Linked DNA regions of Danio rerio: region 2 is linked to region 1. Evidence: chromatin contacts called from public Micro-C data. All regions are on one chromosome and are shown on one strand. The core of a region is the stretch at or near the end of the contact, and the rest is flanking DNA. Distances in the headings are between cores, read along the strand shown. Region 1 holds the start of lgals8a (galectin 8a). Region 2 holds the start of ccnk (cyclin K).

The links. A called contact is a pair of places that touch in the nucleus more often than the background predicts.
Region 2: a contact with region 1 is called in a Micro-C map of caudal fin, with 3 times the contacts expected there. The contact joins the promoter of ccnk here to the promoter of lgals8a in region 1. A contact is called at or near these places in 2 of 18 Hi-C or Micro-C datasets (caudal fin and hematopoietic stem cells) and 1 of 4 datasets of contacts at active chromatin or transcription factors (embryo).

What each region holds. Positions count from the first base shown.
Region 1 is chr20:4,936,369-4,941,313 of GRCz12tu, forward strand. It overlaps lgals8a (galectin 8a), which reads left to right and starts at 2,353. Exons shown (of 10, transcript XM_073934048.1): 1 at 2,353-2,495; 2 at 2,670-2,758; 3 at 3,659-3,869. The coding sequence starts at 2,457. It overlaps galca (galactosylceramidase a), which reads right to left and starts at 1,936. Exons shown (of 17, transcript NM_001005921.1): 1 at 1,737-1,936; 2 at 1,585-1,653; 3 at 1,419-1,482. The coding sequence starts at 1,865.
Region 2 is chr20:5,222,981-5,227,952 of GRCz12tu, forward strand. ccnk (cyclin K) reads left to right here and starts at 2,137. Exons shown (of 13, transcript NM_001163779.1): 1 at 2,137-2,241; 2 at 3,185-3,439; 3 at 3,569-3,650. The coding sequence starts at 3,240. It overlaps mir7146 (microRNA mir-7146), which reads left to right and starts at 2,939; the gene lies at 2,939-3,067.

The DNA.
Region 1 (4,945 bases), core at 1,103-3,602:
GGCTCGAGGATCTTATAAGCTCAGGGCTGTCTCCCGGGACAGCACGCCAAACTAGCTTTATTATCAATCATCAGCTAAGTGTGAACTCTTGAAGTAATAATATGACAAAATCAGACGAGTTTTTCCTTAAAGCATGCAAAGTAATCAACCAATGGGGCACGTAAAATAATCAAATTTTTCATTTAGGCATGAGCTTACTTTACGAACCACATTGGCAGATTATTTTGCTTGTTTTAAGAATAAAAACTCACTTCATTTTGTCATATTATTACTTAAAACAGTAATAGTTCACTTTCATTCATTTAGCCTTTCAACTGTTTCTAATACACATTGCACTAAACAGGCTTCTTTTGAAACCCTGTCTGGCACAAAATGAAAAGGGTGGAACTTTTGTAAAAAAAACACGGACAACCAGACAGATTATTTGAAATTAGTGTAAATGGGCTTTCCAATCCTTAAAATAGCGTACACATCTTAATCATCAATTTATTTGCCATATACAGTTGAAGTCAGAATTATTAGCCCCCCATTGATTTTTTTTTTCTTTTTTTTTTTTTTTAATATTTCCCAAATTATTTTTAACAGAGCAAGGAAGTTTTCACAGTATGTCTGATAATATTTTTTTTTCTTCTGGAGAAAGTCTTATTTGCTTTATTTCAGCTAGAATAAAATCAGTTTTAATTAAAAAAAAAACATTATTTTCATTAGTTTCAAAATTATTAGTCCCTTAAGCTTTATTTTTTTGAATAGTCTACAGAACAAACCATTGTTGTACAATAACTACCCTAAATACTCTAACCTGCCGAGTTAACCTAACTAACCTAGTTAAGCCTTTAAATGTCACTTTAAGCTGTATAGAAGCTGTCTAGTCAAATATTATTTACTGTCATCATAGAAAAGATAAAATAAATCAGTTATTAGAAATGAGATATTAAAACTGTTATGTTTGGAAATGTGCCTAAAAAAAATAAACAGGGGCTAATGATTCAGGTAATTCACTAACATGAAAACTAACTAACCTAACTGACCACACAGGCAAGGTGAACCTAACTTCCTGTTGTTTTTTGTCTACTTCAGCATGTTAGTACCACATGATTCATGTCATATGACTGACATACATTGTTTTTAAAGAACCAGTGAAGGAGTTAAACTATTGCTTTCTATGAAATAACAATAAAATGTTACAGAAAACTAACCAATAAGCTTTCAATTTCAAGACAATTTTCTGAATTAGGTATTCTCTTCAGAACAACTGCATAACCCTGATATATTTTATGTTTTATCCTTGATTTATACTCAAATCAAAAACTTGGTTGTTTATTTTAATGTCTTTTGGATAATTTGATATACCTAAAAAGCTATAGACAGTCAGGTATGCAAAACAGAAGGGAAAATACACAGAAAATACTTTGCTTCACCTGTGGTTTGAGCATCGCCTCCTATTTCTACCTTGAGGATGTGAAGTGAAGCTCCAAAGTTGGGCTAAATAAAACCAAACCCACATATATAACACATTAAAAATAACGTATGGTTATTATAAAATACATCATTAATAAAAAATTACTAAAACAAATGACTAAATACTTTGAATAAGTAATCCAATATCTGACTCCGATAGGGTTCTTCATAATTGACAAGAAGTCGAGAAGTGGCCTGTAAACAAACAAACAAACAAAGAGTTAATCAACAACTGGCCAACTTTTGACAGACACATTAAACTTGTGAACATGACTTACTCCTCCACCACTTAAGCCCCCTATTCCATCAAACTCCCGCCCTAAACCAATCCGATCATCTATAACATAAAACTGAGCCGAACATCCGATAATGACGGAGATTATGCACAGAAAATTGTGCGTTTGCATGATTTGACTGGAGTTTCAATGAACTGCGGCTGAAGTCTGTCATGAGGATGTTTATGATTACCAGCAGCTATTACTTCCGCGTCATGTGCTCATATTGATATACACGCGAGACGCATGATAATCAGTCATTAGAAAAGAAACGCAATCACGCAATGGTGTATAATCATAAATACTTAGTTTGCAGTTCGTTTTTTTAACGTCCATGTCTTTTCTATTTCTGCTTTTCAAGCGTAAAAACTACAAAATCATAAATCGTCACGTCGCTTCACAAGAAAGCGCCATGATTGGTCGGTAAGTATAGCGCACTTTGATTGGCCCTAGGCTTTCATAACATCGCAATTCATTGATCGCTGAACGCGTCGCGGTTTAATCTCTCAATGATTGGCTCCTAAACGCGTCGCGCTCATAATGCTCATCATTGATTGGCTTTTAAACGCGTCGAACTCGCATCTCTCATTATTGATTGGCCACCAAACGCGTCGTTCTCATTCTAGGAAGTGAAAGCGCAGAAAGCGTTTCTATTTTCTTCCTCAGCTAGTGATTAACTCGTAATAACAGCGTATAATAGACTTTCTGAACGGCGTTGCAAAGATGTCGGTCGCAAATCCGAAACAGACCATAACGAATCCAGTAAGTTTATCTTAACTTTGTTTGCTTACAGGCGGATGTATATGATATGACGGGGGTCATATTTGATAATGTGTCATCTGTCTGTGGTGTTTGGATAAACACGTGTATATTGAAAACGTATAAGGTAGAATAAATGTTGTCTGTTTGTCTCATTCTTATCATTTTTGTCTGTAGACGATTCCTTATATTGGTACCATCCTGGGAGGACTTCAACCCGGCGAGATGGTGCTCATTCAGGGCACTGTGCCCAGTGGTTCTGACAGGTGACAACTTAAAAGGATCGATTTTGGCTTCACGTTTAAAGGATCCTTTCCATCCAGTAATTCAGTAAAATTGAGGTGGAAGGGAACATTTCTTTTCATGGGTGGAAATTGTACTACTACAAATTGCAATATGAGATAACAGGGGTGCTCAATCCTGTTCCTGGAGAGCTACCTTCTTGCAGATTTCAGTTGCTACCCATATCTTGGCCACTTTTATTGGCCCTCGTTTTTTTTTTTTTTTTTATTAATTAAAAAAAACATAAAAAGCTGTTTTTATTCTAGCAAAAATAAAACAAATTAGACTTTCTCCTGAAGAAAAAATATTATCAGACATACTGTGAAAATTTCCTTGCTCTGTTAAATATCATTTGGGAACTTTTAAGAAAGAAAAAAAATATTAAAGGGGGGCTAATAAATCTGACCTCAACTGTATATACGGAAGTGGAAGTGTGGAAAGCCTTTATATTTTCTTCCATGCATAGTGATCGATTAGCAAAATTGTTTGTAATGTTAAACAGGGTGCAACAACAGAGTATTCGTTTGTTAGGGTGAATATAAGGAGACATTTAAATCATTTCCACACAAAAATAAATGTTTTATTTAATTCTGTTTAAATCATTAATACTTTTCTTTAAATTAAGACTGAAAGTCTGGGGTAAAACAATGAAATATATTCATTAAAGAATTCAAAAGTAAATTATGAAGGCATGATTAAGTTTCCAAGGCAATCATACGAAAAAACATACAGTTCATTAATTTTGACCTTGACTGTATATATATATATAAAAAAACTGTTGACAATGCATATCTTTGTTACTGTAGGTTAAACAAACAACTTGCTGTGCATTGATATGACATTTTAAATTTGTCCACAGTTCTGAATAGTCTGATGTTTTGTAGATTTCAAGTTGACCTGACCTGTGGGAGCAGCATGAAGCCTCGGGCAGATGTGGCCTTTCATTTTAATCCTCGCTTCACGCGATCTCCCTACATCGTCTGTAATACACTGCAGAAGGAGCGCTGGGGAAAAGAGGAGATCCACTACCTGATGCCTTTCAGTCACGGCGCTGCCTTTGAAATCATCATACTTGTACAGAAAGACTTGTTCAAGGTTAGAAATCTGAGTTTGTTGTATCATGCCATGTCATATCAGCTTTAAGGGGTATTTTTACATCTTATTTAGTTCAGTTGAATCACACTAGAGTTTGTTTATTTACCCTCTTGGTGCGGTTCGTTTGGGCAGGTGTGAATGTAGCAATCGCACTCGAGTGTGCATTAAAAGCAGACCAAAAAAGCCTACTAAGACCTGCTTAAAAAGGTGGTCTCGGTACGCTTTCAAACGAACCCTGAAGCGATTAGTTTGTGGTGAGAATAAGATCCAAACTAAAACAGACCCAACTGCAAAAAGTACTGCGCCTGTTTGGACTAATCCACCTGCCGTAGTCCGATGTGCTATCCCATCTTATGGGATGTGGACGAAAAATATTGTTGACAGCGCTTTGCCAACAATTTTAAACAGAGAGAAAGAGGGAAAAACATTAGCTGATGGATCATTGGTAATATTTCTGGAAGATGACCATGTCACAGTTTAGCAAAATTAATTGACGCCTCCTCCTGAAGTGACTTGTGATGCGCCTTCGCCATTTGCAATGCATTAAATATTGTTTTCCAGCTGCAGCCGTGCTTCATTCTCGAAATGTATGGTTAGTGTAAAGTGATGTATACAAACTATATAGTATACTATGACCAGGAATACAATCAGTCAGCGCAGTTGTAGCTCCATTCTGACCAATAGAAAAGCAGTTTAGGAACTATGTTCAACAACATCCGGCCAATGATTTATGTGGATTTTGTCACATGACATTTTGTCACATGACTGCATTTAGTTTTTTTCAGCTGGTTCAGAACAAAGCAATCAATGTGGTGTGAAAATGACCATAAAACGGCAGAAAAATGCTACAATGTATCATTTGTTGCTTTTGGTCCGGACCAAATGAACTAAGATGTGAAAGCACCCAAAGAGACACTACCCTTTTATGACGATAGGCTCATTTTACAACTCCTCTAGAGTCAAGCAATTGAGTTTTACCATTTTTAAAACCATTCAGTTGATTTCCAGGTCTGGCGGGAGCACTTTTAGCTTAGCTTATCTTAGCATAGATCATTGAATCAGAATAGACCATTAGC
Region 2 (4,972 bases), core at 887-3,386, 290 kb after region 1:
CCCTTATGTCTTAGGACATCTTTGATTAACTTATTACCTACACCAAATGTTGACTAGTGTACATTTATAACAACCATTTATTTGTTAGACTACTGTATTGTCAAACCATGTTGCATACACATGCATTCAACAGACTAACATGACAGTGCATTGCTGTAGAGGACAAATAAAACACGAGACAGGTGTTTAGAAAGAGTATAGTTTATTTAGATTGACATGCAAACAAGACAAACTTTCAGAAAACAACCCGGAAACATTATAACGCGCGCACTCGTGAATATAACCCGCGGTTGTCTTCAAAAGTCCTTCTTTGCTCAACAGCTTAGCTGAAAAACAAAGCAAAACATTACAACAGTCCGACAAAAAGCAAAGAGCATAGAATCACCAAGAGGCGACACTCTACAATTTGGAAAACAATAACGCGCTTTTTGAATAAATTAAGTAAAAACAAAGCAGCAGCTTTCAATCGCGACAGCAATGAGATCCAATGGACGGCCGATCGCGATCACTTCAAAATGGCGGAATCCGGGGCTGTTGCTCTTGGTCATTCTAAGCTCTTAGCATAAAGTTAAATCATAACAGTTACCATGGTGTCTATTTCAAACTACAGTAAACTAAAGTTTGAAACTATAGTTTAAAATAGACGATGAGTGGGCCTCGCTACTCCCACCCACCATAACCCTCGCAGCGAGGTCCCACTACCGGCCCCCCGTGTTTCCCTGAGGGTCCTCGGGGGTTGTTTGTTCCCTGCCTAGGGCTCAAAGGTCGCCTCGCCCCAGGGAGTGCACGAGAAAACCGGGCGCCAGGCCGTGCCAGTATTCACTGGATGTTGCTCGGCGGCACATTTCGAGCAACAAACACGTAATATTCCTTGCGATGTTGCGTTTATGTACCGAGTGAAGCTTCAGGAAGCGGACTTCGTGAGATTGGCGTGGCTCCACTCGCAAAGTCGGTATTGAACTCACCTTGGTCAAGTTCAAACAGCAACACTGAGCGAACTGACAAGGCTGACAGAGAGCACACGAGCTTTATAGGAATGCATATGCAAATTTTTACAAGGCACGTAAAAACTGCTGTTGCGTTGTCATGGCGAACGCTGAAGAGGGCTCATCTGATTGGAGCACACAGACTCGTGAATCTGCGTCACGGCGAATTGCCGTCTGCAGTACACAAAAATATATTAAATATATTCAATATATATTTTTTTACATTTCTGGTGCTGTGTAATATTCTGGGATGCAGTAGAATATGGAGACAGATGAATATAATTGGCTATATGCCGAGCAAGTGTTGTTCCCATATACTTATAAACTTCCGGTGACCGGTTAGTGTGAGTTTTTTCCATTTTATACGGTTCCTTTTACAGCATTCATGTTGTAATGTAATTAAAATACATTCAGTTAAATAAACTTTGGCATTCATTTAGTTGTTCAAGCGTAAAACGAGACAAAAGGCCTTTTACTCGCACTCGCCCGTCAGAATCGGCAGGATAGCGCAGACGCTCCATTGAATATACTGGGTTAAATATATGCTCATATTATAAAGACATGGCGGGGAAAATGTCATTTAATGCAGTGCTTCTAGTACAATCCGAGACCCACTTCATATCGGAAATCACTCAGCCAGTGGAGATCGCTGATTTTTAAAGAAAACTGACCTTAAAAACGTGCAGCTTTTTCCTTTGGCATACAGTTCGCCGGAAGCGCTTAACCCAGGTTACTGGCAAATTAAAAGTCCCATTAGCATGCTTCCAGAATGTCTTTCGAAAAAGAGTACGGGTTTAACCCCGGCATCCTGGCCAAATTTATCCACTGGCCTCTGTCCATCATGGCCCTTGGGTTGACTTTTCCGATTTCATTAAAAAATTCTTATTTCCAAACTTCTGTATTTCCCCAAAAAATGTATTATTTGGTCACTCTCTGAGTGTAGATCTTTCTCATTTTAAATCAATTATTGATTTTTTGCTTTTTTTAAAAACAAAATTTCACATCCATAAATGTAAATTTTCAAAGAAACACCCGTACTTTTTTATTTTCAGAAAGGACTTTGAAATGTATGTTCTCCAGGCCTGCAGATGTCGCTTCAGGTGGTTTGAACGACGCACGAGCGCTGCTTTGAAGTACAGAGGAAGACGTGCTGTAAATGGCTGCCTCCATGTCGTGAATGTGAGACCGACAACGATTAACGTTTTATTCGTCTCCCCAGTTTACTAAGGACATAAACGTGCCATATATCGCAAAGGTAAGACTATTTTATAGTTACTTATTGTTTATAATTCGAAGGATGAGTAATTACTCGGTTTGAAACCGATCGCTTTGAAATCGCTTCCCTCTCAGTTTATTAATGTCATCGTAAATTGATGAATGAAGGATCAAACAGCTCCATTTAAATTAACAGCATATTTACTGGAGAACACGGTTATATTAGTCACGTGATGTTATGAGTGGTCTGGGATGTATGATATATTTGGTATTTAATTGTCTGTGTTCTCTCACGAAGCAAATGATTGACATGTTTGAACTTTCAATAGATTATATAACTTATTTTTTTGCAAATTTAAGAAACGTGTGCCTTAATCATGCTGATGCACAAATTACGACATTTTATCTTATTTATTGTGAATTCCCAAACAATACCCATTGAACTATAACTGAATGCGATAATAATATAACTGAGCTATTTCAAATCTGTCAAAATTCACCCCAAATTAAACAAGACGCTTAGAATAAATAAACCCTATTTGTAGCATTATTTTCGTTTTTATAGCTGTAATTAATCCAGAAGAAAAGTTTTTGACATAATATATATGTGTGTATTGTGTATACATGCATGCATATCTTTGAGTAATCATATATAGTTCATCAAAAAATGAAAATTCTGTCTTCATTTACTCGCCCTTCACGTGTTACAAACCTGTTTGGATTTCTTAATTCCGTTCGACAGAAAAAGAGATATTTTGAAAAATGTTGTAAGCCGGTAACCATTGACCTCCATAGTATTTGTTTTCCCTGTTATGAAGGTCAATGGTTACCAGTTTTCAGCTTTCTTCTGAACCATCTTTTTTGTTTAACAGAATTACGAAAGAAACTCATAAAAGTGAGAGTAGAGTCCCAAATTTCAACATCGTTTGGCAAAATTCACCCAGTGCACTTTTAAGAAGTAACCAACTAGCTGTTGTTTTTAGCCTTTTGCAGTTCAGACTGATTTGCGGTTTGGCATCAGCCGTCACTTCCTTCCAAATGAAGGACGGCAAGGAGAACTCCAACGCCACCTTCGGAAGCTTCACCACAAATCTGGACCACACCAAGCCATGCTGGTACTGGGACAAGAAGGATCTGGCCCACACCCCGTCCCAGTCAGACCTGGACCCAGCCACAGAAGCGCGGTACAGACGAGAGGGAGCCAGGTTCATCTTCGATGTCGGAACACGTTTGGGATTGTATCCTTCAATGCTGCTATTTGTAGACTGATCTAAAGATGTTGTGTGTTTATTTATTGATTTAGACTGAATAAGGCTGAAGTTTAAATGGTGTGATGATTTCCATTTGGACCTTAACCATTTTTTAAGACATTATGACACCCTGGCGACAGGAATAACATACTTTCATCGGTTTTATATGTTTCATTCTTTCAAACAGTTCCCCCGATATGTAAGTACAAGCTGTTGTTGAAAGATATTTTTTTTTACTGTTTACATTTTTAAGGAATTGCTCACCCTCCTCTTGTTTCAGAGTTTTTTTCCTCTGTAAAACACAAAAGGAGATATTTAGAATAACATTGAAAACTGGTAACATTGACTGCCGTAGTATTTCTTTTGGTACCTACAATAGAAGTCTACCTTAAACTTCATTCATTCATTCATTTTCTTGTCGGCTTAGTCCCTTTATGATGCTGCGTTCACAACAGACGAGGTACGCGCGTCAAGCGTGACTGATTTACATGTTAAGTCAATGCAAACGCGCAAATAGACATCCTGCGGCGTGATACACGCGAATGGCGCGGAGCGAATGACACAAATAGCGCGAATGGCGCGGTGCGAATGGCGCGATACGCCCGAGGCGATTTGAGCGTTTTGCACATTTGACGCGCTTAACGAGCGTTTCGCGAGAATCTTTCGAGTTCGAAAATCTGAACTTCAGCGGACATTCGCGCAGCGTTAACCAATCAGGAGCTTGCTCTTGTGGGGGCGTGATTGTGACGTAGAACCTGTTGATGGTGTCCCAGGGGACATCCTCCAGGCGACAGCGACAGCGACAACAAGACATCAAACTGGGCTTGGCTCAGTCAGAAGCACCGCTGAAAGCCTCCGTGATCCAGGTTCAGTTTCTGGAGGAGTTTATGAGCTCACAGAGCAGGATGCACCTCTGAAAGGATGCAGTGGACTCAGACACGACCCTAAACGTATTGACGCTGTTTTTCAGTCTCCATAAAGCACATTAACACTGTTATTTTCTTAATAAAATCCATGTTAGCCATTTAGCTATGAAGCTAGAGTCACCGGGCAGACAGAAGCCCTGCCCATCACGCGAATCCGCGTCTGTTCTGAAGAGCATTAATCTGGGGTCGCCACAGCGGAACCACCAACTTATCCAGCAAGTTTTTATGCAGCGGATGCCCTTCCAGCCGCAACCCATCTCTGGGAAACATCCACACACACATTCACACACACTCATACACTACGGGCAGTTTAGCCTACCCAATTCACCTGTACTGCATGTCTTTGGACTGTGGGGGAAACCAGAGCACCCGGAGTAAACCCACACGAAGGCAGGGAGAACATGCAAACTCCACACAGAAACGCCAACTGAGCTGAGATTCGAACCAGCTACCCAGCGACCTTCTTGCTGTGAGGCGACAGCACTACCTACTGCGCCACTGCCTCGCCACCTTAAACTTCAGCCGTTTGCATTTCTCGCAATCACAGAAGCTCCCTGTGATATTAACTAGGTGCAGCTGGAAAAGTGCAAGCGTG